Linked DNA regions of Triticum aestivum: region 1 is linked to region 2. A link is a contact called in public Hi-C data. All regions are on one chromosome and are shown on one strand. The core of a region is the stretch at or near the end of the contact, and the rest is flanking DNA. Distances in the headings are between cores, read along the strand shown.

What was found. Hi-C and Micro-C count contacts between places; a contact is called where the count stands out from the background.
Region 1: a Hi-C map of leaf shows a contact between it and region 2, with 2.0 times the contacts expected there. The contact joins the enhancer-like site here to the promoter of LOC123182912 in region 2. A contact is called at or near these places in 2 of 5 Hi-C or Micro-C datasets (both in leaf).

Annotation. Positions count from the first base shown.
Region 1 is chr1D:457,351,672-457,357,038 of IWGSC CS RefSeq v2.1, reverse strand. No RefSeq gene overlaps it. Among protein-coding and RNA genes, the nearest start is that of LOC123182912, 47 kb to the right of the region's middle. Within about 2 kb of position 3,873, at least 3 of the 8 cell types and tissues checked have an H3K27ac peak or open chromatin away from gene starts, as enhancers often do. A contact at or near this core is called in leaf, where this site is marked.
Region 2 is chr1D:457,305,273-457,311,171 of IWGSC CS RefSeq v2.1, reverse strand. It overlaps LOC123182912 (AP2/ERF and B3 domain-containing protein Os05g0549800), which reads right to left and starts at 3,915. Exons shown (of 1, transcript XM_044595586.1): 1 at 2,396-3,915. The coding sequence starts at 3,797. The coding sequence ends at 2,619.

The sequences.
Region 1 (5,367 bases), core at 2,624-5,123, 46 kb before region 2:
TCTCCGACCACTGCCCTCTCTTGCTTGCTGATGCCAAAGGACCCAAAAGGCCTCGGTCTTTCAAGTTTGAAAATTTCTGGACCTCCCTTCTAGGATACCATGACATCGTCCAAAAGGCATGGGTTGAGGGCGTGTCACACACGGATCCTTATCTCATATTGCATCACAAGCTCAAGAAGACCGCGCTACGTCTCAAGGAGTGGAGTAGAAGGCTCTTCTCAACAGTGAACATTCACTTCCACGCGGCACTACTCGTGATTCTAAGGCTGGACATTGTGCAGGAATCACGCCCCCTATCGCCGGAGGAGCTTGACCTACGTGCTAGACTAAAACGCAGGGTGATTAGTTTGGCAGTTCTGCAGAGGGCCAGAAAGAGCCAATGCGCCCGAATCTCTAACCTCAAGGAGGGTGATGCAAACACAAAGTTCTTCCATCGCCGCGTCAATGCCCGAAGAAGAAAGAACCACATCCACCGCATCAAGCTCGCGAGCGGTTGGGTTACTGACCATGGCGAAAAAGAAAAGATCATCCACGGCCACTTCTCTTAGGTCATGGGGAAGGGGCACACAAGCAACCTTGATTTCAATTGGGAGGAGCTCAACGTGCAGCCGGTTGACCTTCACACCCTGGATGACACTATCACTGAGGAGGAGGTTTGGAACGCCATTAAAGAAATGCCAAGCGGCAAGGCTCCCGGCCCAGACGGCTTCACGGGTATCCTTTTCAAGAAATGTTGGGCCGTCGTCAAACATGATATCATGCGAGTCATCCACCGGTTTGACTCCCTTCACACGTCCAATCTTCAATGGTTGAACTCCGCCAATGTGGTGCTCTTGCCCAAGAAGGATGGCGCGGAGGGCATCTCTGATTATAGGCCCATAAGCCTCATCCATGCCATTGCCAAAATCATTGCTAAGGTGCTCTCCTTGCGGCTTGCCCCGCATATGGATGCCCTCATCTCCAACGCCCAAAGCGCCTTCATAAAAAAGAGAAGCATCCATGACAACTACATGTATGTGCGGAACTTTGCTCGACGCCTCCACAAACGCAAGACCCCTGCCCTTCTGTTCAAGCTTGACATAAGAAAAGCATTCGACTCTGTCAAATGGGAATTCATCCTCGACCTCCTGCAACATAGGGGATTCCCTAACAAATTCCGTGACTGGATTGCCGCACTTCTTTGCTCCTCATCCTCGCGTTTCCTGCTCAATGGGCTGCCCGGACCTCCCATCCTTCATGGTCGTGGATTTCGTCAAGGGGACCCGATCTCGCCGCTGCTATTCATCCTCGCAGACCCGCTTCACCAAATTCTTGAGTTGGCAACTAGGAAGGAACTCCTGCATAAGATTCGGGGACAAGGTGCTATGATGAGAACCTCCTTATATACGGATGACGCAGCTATTTTCATGGCCCCAATCAAAAGCGACGTCGACAACCTCGCCACCATCTTGAAGGGTTTTGGTGATGTCACGGGTCTATGCACCAACTTCCACAAGAGCTCGGTTTTGTGCCAATGTTGACTTGGATCATGTCCTCAGTGGCATCCCCGTGTCTAGAGCCACCTTCCCGATGAAATACCTGGGACTCCCACTCTCGGTCTGGCAGCTCAAGACTGTGGATTTCTAATACCTTGAGGATAAGGCGGCCGGCAAGCTTGCCACCTGGGACCGCCAAAACATCACCACCATTGGGCGCACGACACTTGTCAGATCGGTTATTGCCTCCCAAGCAGTGTATGCCATCACACCTCTCATCGTGCCACCACGCTCTCTTCACAACATCAACAAATTGGAGAGGGCTTTCCTTTGGTCTGGATCGGATAAGACGACCGGTGCCAAATGTAAGGTGAATTGGAAGGTGGTTTGCCGCCCCAAGGAGTATGGAGGCCTTGGGGTTCTAGACACTGACAAGTTTGCTCGGGCCTTACGTCTTAGGTGGCCATGGTATGAATGGAAGGAGCCAAACAAGCTTTGGGTGGGGCTTGGGAACCCTTGCACGGAGGAGGACATGGATCTCTTCTATGCCTCAACGACCATCGTTTCGGGCAACGGTGCCAAAACACCTTTTTGGGATTCCCCATGGGTTCTTGGGTGGAAACCGAAGGACATTGCCCTTTTGATTTATGAGGCCTCGACGCGCAAGAATTGGAAGGTGCGTGAGGCCCTCCATGGAAATGCTTGGATTCTTAAGATCGGTCGCAACACCGTCGTCTCCGGTGCCCACATCCTCCAATTCTTCACGTTATGGACGCTTGTGCATGACCTACACTTGGATCAACAAGCTGACGATGACATTATTTGGAAACACGCCAACGACGGGTCCTACTCCGCGGCCACCGCCTACAAGGCTCAGTTTCTTGGACTGACACTTTCGCCCATGGATTTTATGATCTCGAAGGCTTGGGCCCCTCCTAAGATCAAGATTTTTGCTTGGTTGGCTATCCAAGACCGGATTTGGACAGCCGACAGATTGGAGCGGGGCGGTTGGCAAAACTGTGGACTATGCCCGCTTTGCAAATGTGTTGGCGAGACGGGTGCGCACCTCTTCTATAAATGCCGCTACACCATAAGGCTATGGAACTCGGTCATCCTTGAATTTGGTCTAGCGCACATGGACACCTCCTCTTGGCACTTGGATGGATCCGTTTTGGAATGATGGGAAAAGCGAACCTGCTTGCAAAACCCAAACCAACGAGCCTTGGCCTCGCTTACAATGCTTGTCTCTTGGACAATCTGGAACAAGCGTAATGCTCGGGTCTTCCGACGCAAGAGCGCGCCGCCTCCGGTCCTTCTCCGTGCTATCATCAACGACGTCAAGCTTTGGGTTCTCGCGGGAGCTAAAAAACCGGGGTGTATTCTTGTGCGCGAGTAGTTGCCATGCCGGGCATGTGGGTCATTTGTAGCACTCTAAAACTCTTCTCTCTTATTTAATGAATGAGGCAAATCTTTTGCCCCCCTTTCGAAAAAAAATCAGCATGGAGCAGAGTAGCCTTTTGTTTCTGAATGCTGATGCGTGCTGATGGGCGGTAGGTATATAACAGGATTCGATTCCGTGGATGTCCCTCAGCGTGCGCACTTTTGTGCTCGACCGCTAGGTGTTAAGCTGTAACGCTATCCAATAATTATCTGCCGACAGCACATGAGATGAGAGGGTCACTGTCAAACCAGCTCTGAGAAAACGGATCGGTTCCGTCATCTGTTTAGGACGGCATGGAAACAGGAAGATGGGCGGCAACAGCTCTCCTCTCAGGCTGGGAGCAATCTGATGTTGTTGATGGAGGAAAGTGAGGTGGTGCAAAACCAGCTGGGTTGCTTGTTGATCCGGCTAGTAGAAACCGTGTAGAGGTCATACAAATCAATTATAAAAAACATTTACACGTGAGCCACAGCGAAATCATCTCGCTCGAATATCAGTCCTCAATCCTAGCTCGCTGTCTCTCACAAAACCGTGAGCGTACGTGGATGTGAGCCACCCACGGAGCTAGCCGGGACCTGCAACGCGATGGAAGGTTGACTCGTCAAAATTGCAGACCTTGGAGGAGCTGGGCAGCATGCAGCAGTATACTGGGTTCACTCTCGTGGTATTGCGGTATTATGATCTTCGTCGTTGCGATCGTCGAACGAGCCAAGCATGCATGTGTATATCTAAGATGCAACTTCCATTACAGCATCCGGGCGTGTCATCCATGTCATGTGCAGCGTTCCAACCGCGGCCACAGTTGCCAACTTAACTGCAGGGTCCCCTGACTCTGATCTCTGAATCCTGATCTGCTCGTATATATGTTCCGATTTTCAACGTGCTGAGATTGAAAGCTACTAGTAAGTTACTAGTAGTGTCCTATGCTCTAGTTTGTCAACGGTCGCCGAAGTCGGGCGAGCTAGCTGTCCCCGCACCTCTGGATCGACGTGCTGCGTGTGTCGGGTCGGGTCGCCGCCGTGTGTATACATGACGCGGTCGTCGTCGCCGGGAGAAACTTCCAAGAATGAACCGTGAGGTGCCTAGCTACTTGCCGTCGATCTAGTACTCATCACCTAGCATGTGAAGTTAGCTAGCAATGGCATCGATGGATCCTGCTCCACTCTCACCATCGTACTTACTACTACTCCCCCTAACACATTATATTCGTTCTCGATCTGACACTGGCGGTGACTACCTAACAAAAGGGAATACTTGGGACGCGTCGACATGTGCAAGAGGTACATACGTGTGGACCATATCACGTGCTTCTTCGCCTTTCGATGTATGGACGTATGTGTGCCTGTTGCTGTTGGCATGCAGGTCGTGGTTGTTCAGATGTACAACAGGTGTGCGTGCGTGCAACTGCAGCATATCCAAAGCATCTTCCATCCGTTTCCCTTGCGTTTTGAAGTAAAAGGGCGCGTCCGTTAGTCCTTCTCTTGCCACAGTTTTATCAGCTGGGTGAATGGCTAAAGATGTACTCCCTCCTTCCTAAAATATAAGGCGCCGATTGACTTTTTTGGTCTTCGTTGCACAACTTTGACTGTGATTTACATGTATTCCATGTCTATAAAATTAATATACGAACATATGAACTAAAATTGTTTTGCAAGACAATTACGACGATGCCATTGTATGTGTTTAATCCATGTACTTTGATATATATTTGTAGTCAAAGTCGTGCGTCAAAGACCGTGTAAAGTCAATCACGCCTTACATTTGGGGAAGGAGGGAGTCCATTTTTAGAAATCAAACCATCTCCGAGGATGAATTGGATTCTTAGAGTGATTGCGCCAGTTTTGAGGGGAGTTGACATATGCTTCATCGTTTGATCTTGAATTCTTTGTTACACTCAACATACAACCTATCATCATTTATGTTCAAATTTGACACTTTTCTGGTTCGGTTGCTATATCTAAGTCATTCAGTGCATTTCTAGGCATTTAATGGATATAATTCAAATTTGAACTATGAGTACATTAAACACTGCACAAAAATGTTTTGGAAAATCATATTCAGGGTCTTGACTATATTTGCACACCTTATACAAGAAAAGGAAAAAAAAATTCTCAAAGACCTTTGTGGCAAGAGTCAACCACAAACATGAAGTTTATTCGTCTTTTAGTTATTAAAAATGTAAATGAAGTCTGAAAAACATGAAACCTCGCATGATGTCATGATATGACCTCCGGATGATGAGAAGGTTCGATTTTTTTATGTAAACTCTCTAGAGACCGAGCCATCTCCGAGGATGACTGTGTCAGCTTTGAAGGGGAGTTGACATTTGCTTCATCATTTGACCTTGATATTTTTTACTACACTCACCATATACCATATTATCAGTCACTTTCAAATTTGGCATTTTTGGGGGTTTATTTGCTATATTTAAGCCATTGAGTGCATTTCTAG
Region 2 (5,899 bases), core at 2,666-5,165:
AGAGTCTCCTCGCTCCTGTCTCTTCCTCTGCCTAGGAATTTAAATATCGCACGCCAAAACTACTAGTAGTATACACAACATTATATTGAGGCTATCATCGTCATTAACTAGGTAGGACGTCGTGCACTTTTGTACACTCTAGAAACCGGCGTGCGTGCGTGCGCCGTAGATTCCATCCAACTGGGGTACTAGTGGTCTCTCTCTTTTTCCACATTTCCGTTCTTGTCAAAGTCTTCAAAACCGGTGAACATTCCGCTAGTTGTTCTGGTCAGGTGCCAAGATTCGCAACGAAAGAATCAACTTTATCGATTAACATTGCGGCACATTTAGTATTTGTAAGTCTCAATCGATATTATACCCGTGAGCTCTCACATTAAGATTCGTGCACAAATTTCTTTTTAATTTTTTTTCTTTGTCTCATGTTATGTCACTTGACTAAGACTCGGTTAAATCTCAGTCGATTGAGACCTAACCACACCCTAAAAGAACACACAAGTTTCCTATTTTGTAGTCAAGTTGGGATTAAATACCACGGGTGACCATTTTTCTTTTTGCGATTACAATGAAATGCACAGAAACACAAGTGTGCCAATGAACCATAGCTACAAAGGTACTGACCAATCATAGATCCTAGAATATCATTGAATTCCTAAGTTGAGCCCACCTGGGGTGCGTATAAATCTGAGTGCCAGATATTTTTTAGAAAATGAGGATCACCTCCTTCTTGGGTGGAGTCATTGGCGTATATAGCCAGAATTTTGAAATAGTGTGGTCCGGTCAACACAACATTTTTTGACAAGAAAAACATGCCAACATACTAGTACAAATTTTTAAAAATCGCCAATCCAAAGACAAGAATTTGCATAAAGAAAAAGCAACTGAATACTTCGAAGGAGATGAAAAGCATTCGTGCCTTTGGCGCTTCCGCATCGGCCAATCGTGCATTGCCTACCTTCGCCTACCACACGCCACTGACAGTCTTTCGTGCCACTCAGCTCTTTGTCGGCTACTATTAGGGAGGAACTGAGAATGGCAATATTACACCGTTGTTCAATTCGGATCATACTGTCGTACTACGACACGATCAGGGAGCATGGATCATACTATTCTTCGAGTCCAATTTGAGTCATGTGTTGTACTTTTTTCTGGGCTGAAGTATATGAACCGGTCGCAAAATCCACGGATGGTCCGTGGACCACCTTGGGCACTAGGTGGAGTCACTTACAAAACGCTATCACCATCACCCTACCAAGAGGTGATTCTCAACTAACAGTTTCAATAATATAGAAACTTCAATTTTTGAAACCAATGGTCAATATTCCACAACTTAATTTGACATGATCGAACACACAACCTTCCATGGTGGTATTTAATCACATAGTTTCAACTGAATTTTCTCAATGCCCCGCTTAATCAACATTACAATAAGATTTTTGGTAATTTGCAGTTGCGTGGAATTTTGTAAGATCTCATTCATCTATGCTCGCACATCACTAACAACTGAAGTTTCCATTAGTGTTGTGCGACATTAGTTTTACAGTAGTATGATTTTAGTTTGTAAGTTTGTATGAAATGGGATCATTTGTTGAGCTTTTCAATTTCGAGAACAAACCAATTTTGGAGCTTCTGAAATATGTGAAATTTGCATATTACAGAAATTATTTTGTATTTTAAAATTACAATTTTCACTTAATTTTAATCTATTTAAATTTATTCTGAAATTAATTTGAATCTGCTCTGACTTTCTGGGCTAAAAATATTTTGGACCCCACTGAAATATGCAAAATTTCAGAAATTTCGTTGAAATTTTTGACCCTTTGATAATCATAGATCTAGGAAAATTTCGAACGAACGGACGAATAGACAAGCACGTAGCTTGCCACAATAATGTTTCCCTAACATTATTCCCCTGTTGCTAGCTAGCTGCTAGCCCCATCTCTCTCCCACCTGTCACATACACACAGTACCAGTGCCCACTTTAGTTTCTTGCTGTTGCTAAGTATAGCATATACAGATCGAGCGTATCACATCCATCGCCATTGGCCATATCATCTCATGGCCAGGTGAGGTGCATATGCATGCATACAATTATGGGCCGGGGATCAGATAACTCCCGGAGCCTTTCTGCGCTTGCGGCTGCGCCACATGCATGCACCTGGCCTGGACCGTCGCCTGTAGCACGCGTCGCAGTCCTCTCAACCCACATGACATGAGAAAGGGCACCAAAACGAGAGAGTCAAATCGCGACATGTAGCCGCGAAACCGACGTCTCCTTGCATCGCAGTTTGGGAGACGAAGGGGATAGCTAGATGAAAAGCTCCAAATATGCATAACATATTGCTAGCTTCTGCATGGAGTAGTCATCCAGATCTCTCTCTCTCTCTCTTCAGAGATATCTAGGGCATAATTGGTAGCATTTCTTCGGTGTACACTTGCCATTTCGAGAACGGGCTTAATTTACAGTAGAATAATTAAAGAAGACTAGATTTAGAGCTGACTTGTGTATGAGAAGAAGAGGAAAAAAAAAGGCAAACACTTGGATCGATCAAGAGCTCTAAGCTACTGCCATGGAAATTTGGAAGCAAGCAAAGCAACCATGGAGGGAAAACGCTAGCTAGCTAGGTCAGCGCGAAGTCTATGCACTGCTTCTTCCAGACCGCGTGCGCCGGAGTGGGCGCTGCGCTGGTGTCCATGGATCTCTTGTATGTCTTGGGCACCATGCTGCAGTCCTCGTGCTCGGGCGCGTGACTCGGCGCCGGCGCCGTGAGAAGGTCGACGCCAAAGAGTCGCACGGTCCTCATCACCGGTGCAGGCGACGCGGCGGCCGCCGCGTTGACGAAGGTCGTCGTCGTCGTCGTGGTCTTGGACCGCAGCTTGCACTCGATGAAGAGCTGGTTGTTGCCGGAGGCGGAGCGGTAGAACCCGACGGCGTCGCCCGCGTGCAGGCCCTTCTCCTTGACGAAGCGGCTCCACCCCTTGGTGAGCACGTAGCTCTGGCTGCTGTTCCAGTACGAGTACCGGAACCTCCACACCTTGCCGGCCGCGTCGTCGAAGTTGAGCAGCATGCCCTTGCACTCGCCGGACACGGCGGCGCCGGCGGAAGGAAGCTGGAGAGGGAAGTGCTTCTCGGCGTGCTGCTTCGGTATCACCAGCCGGTTCAGCTTCCCCACGTCGCTGGGCGTGACCGTCTTGTCGAACAGGTGCTCGCGCCGCGCCGCCGGCGAGTGTGCAGCCGCCGAAGAGGGCGACGAGGCGGGAGGCAACGAGGACGATGTAGGGGAGGACGCCGCAGCGGCGACGAAGTAAGCGCGCTTGTACTGAGCGAGCTCGTCGGGGTAGGTGTGCTTGCGCAGCATGTCGACGACCTCGGCTTTGGAGCGGCCGGCGAGGAAGCGGAGCTCGGCGGCGTCCTCCGGGTCGGACTCGGCGAGCGGGCGGAAGTTGGTGACTGCATCGCGGCCGCGAAAGCGCTGCGCCGCCGCGTCGTAGGCGCGCGCAGCCTCGGCCTCCCCCGTGAACGTGCCGAGCCAGACGCGCTGGTGGCGCTCGTAGATCTGCGCGCCCCACCGCCCGTTGGGCTGCGGCACCACGCCCTTGTACTTGGAGGACGGCAGCCTGCCGATGCGGCCGGAGTCCGCCTCCGCGCCGGGCTCCGGCGCGTCCATGACCGCGCTGGCCCCGCTGCCCACGCGCTGCAGCGGCTTGGCCGCCGGCGCTGCCGGCGCCGGAGACGCCTTCTTCCCCGTGGACGCGCCGCTGCTCACGTCGTCCACGAGGCAACTTCTCGCGCTGTCCATCCGAATCCGATCACGGAGAAATCAAGATCACCGAGAAATCAAGAAGATGCTTAGCTCGGGAGAGAACTAGAGCTTAGCTAAATGCTGAAGCTAGCTGTGGTGGGAATGGAGGCAGTAGGTAGGTAGAGGAGCAGCAGAGGCAAGTGCGTGTGTTATATAGAGGATCGAGGAGGTGAGTGTGAGTGTGGCTAAGCTAGGTGGTGCATACATCAACCACACCATATTCTATTGTTTTATCTCTATATACTATTTCTACACATGGGCTTATGGTTTTGTTTTTGTCTTTCATAGATGTGTGTAGTAGATAACACATGCATATAGTCCATGCCGTTGTTTCTTTTTTTTTATGCATACATGATTGTGTTGTTTTATACTTGCATAGTAGATATTAGTATTGTTTTAAATTTATATTTTGGACACGATTCCATTCTTTTAGTATTAGTTATCAATTTTGTTAAGTCTCGGTTGACTGAAACTTCGTTACGCCTCGGTCGATACTATATTCCTTTGATCTTGCATGAGGATTCGTAATTTTTTGGGGGAAGGGGGGGGGGGGGGGGTGTTCTTTTTTCTTCTTATATATTTATCACTTGACTGAGATTTGATTATGTCTCAGTCGACTGAAATCTAGCCACACCTGTCAGATATTTATATAGGCGAGGACATTGGTATATCCTTAGCTCTGGTGCTTGCCTTTATTACTGGATTTAATTCTGAATTTCCGGTGATGCGCGTTCAGTGGGAAGAGACGTTCCCGTTGACTACGAGCCGCCTACGATGATTTTGTAAAATCTGAAGATGATATACCGGCTCAGTCTATTGGAGGTGCTCATAGGGGTAGGGTGGGTGTGTGCGATCGTAGGGGTGAGTGTATGCGTGTATAGATGCTCGTATATACGCCTTGGTGTGGGTCAACTAGTAGATATTTTATGTGAAAGGAAAAAAAAGAAAGAAGATGGAAGACAACGATGAAGATGATGATGAACTCAAAGTGCTACGCACACGGTATGGTATGGTACGGTTGCGTGGGAAACTAGAGTGCCATCCCTGCATTTCCTTTTGTTGCCTTCTAGTTTTAACTTTGTTTGGGAGCAAGAAAAGTAGTAGCACGCCAGGTAACGCATCTCCTCCTCCTCCTGGTAACGCCTACAAGTGGATGAGCAAATGTGTGGGAGCTGAGCTAGCTGCTGACCCATTTCTGTTTTGGCGCTTATGCACCAAGCAGGCAATACGTTGTTGTGTGCCGGTCTCTCATAGTAAACGGTGACGCCGATGGTGCCGTAGAATTTTCTGGAAGTTCTAGATCCATGGGTATGCATGTCCGCATCGGTCGATTGCTTTGTTGATCCCTATTTGATATTTATCGATCTTTTACTTGACTATTCACCCCATGCCATGGAACTCATAGATTACAAAAAATACATGCCAATACTAGATAAGCGATGATAATGATCAGCGACCAAGCATAAAGATGGTCAACGGCCGATCCAATTTCACGTTAAATGAATTAATATGATACTCTCTTGGTCTCGTAATATAAGATGTTATTACATAGTATTTATGAAGTCAGGAGCTATCGTCGGAACGTTGCAACAGACAGTTTTATATGTATTTATATCTGTGTGTATTTATATACTTCCTCTGTAAATTAATATAAAAGTGTTTAGATCACAGTGATCTAAACACTTTTATATTAGTTTACAGAGGGAGTAGTTTGGAACTAGTTGACTCTTAAATTACAAGTACAATAAAGTTGACAGATACGTATTACGTATAACCTATGTAGCTAGATAGTATACATGAGCCCACAGAATTTAACCAGTTCACAGTCTCAAGATATATATACTACACCCCCTGCGAAAAATAGATATATACATACATACATATCCGTGCGTGCTTGCGCTGTCACGTGGTGACCATACTTGCAAGTTGGTGTTGGGAGCACCGGAGCAGACGAGTAATTGCCACAGATAACGACTTGGTGCAAGACTTGGCATCGCAAAGTCCACCTCAAGGCTCCTGGAATTAATCGAGTACACTATATAATATGCGATCTTTGAATCATATAAGGATATAAAAAACATACTACAGACAGCATGCGT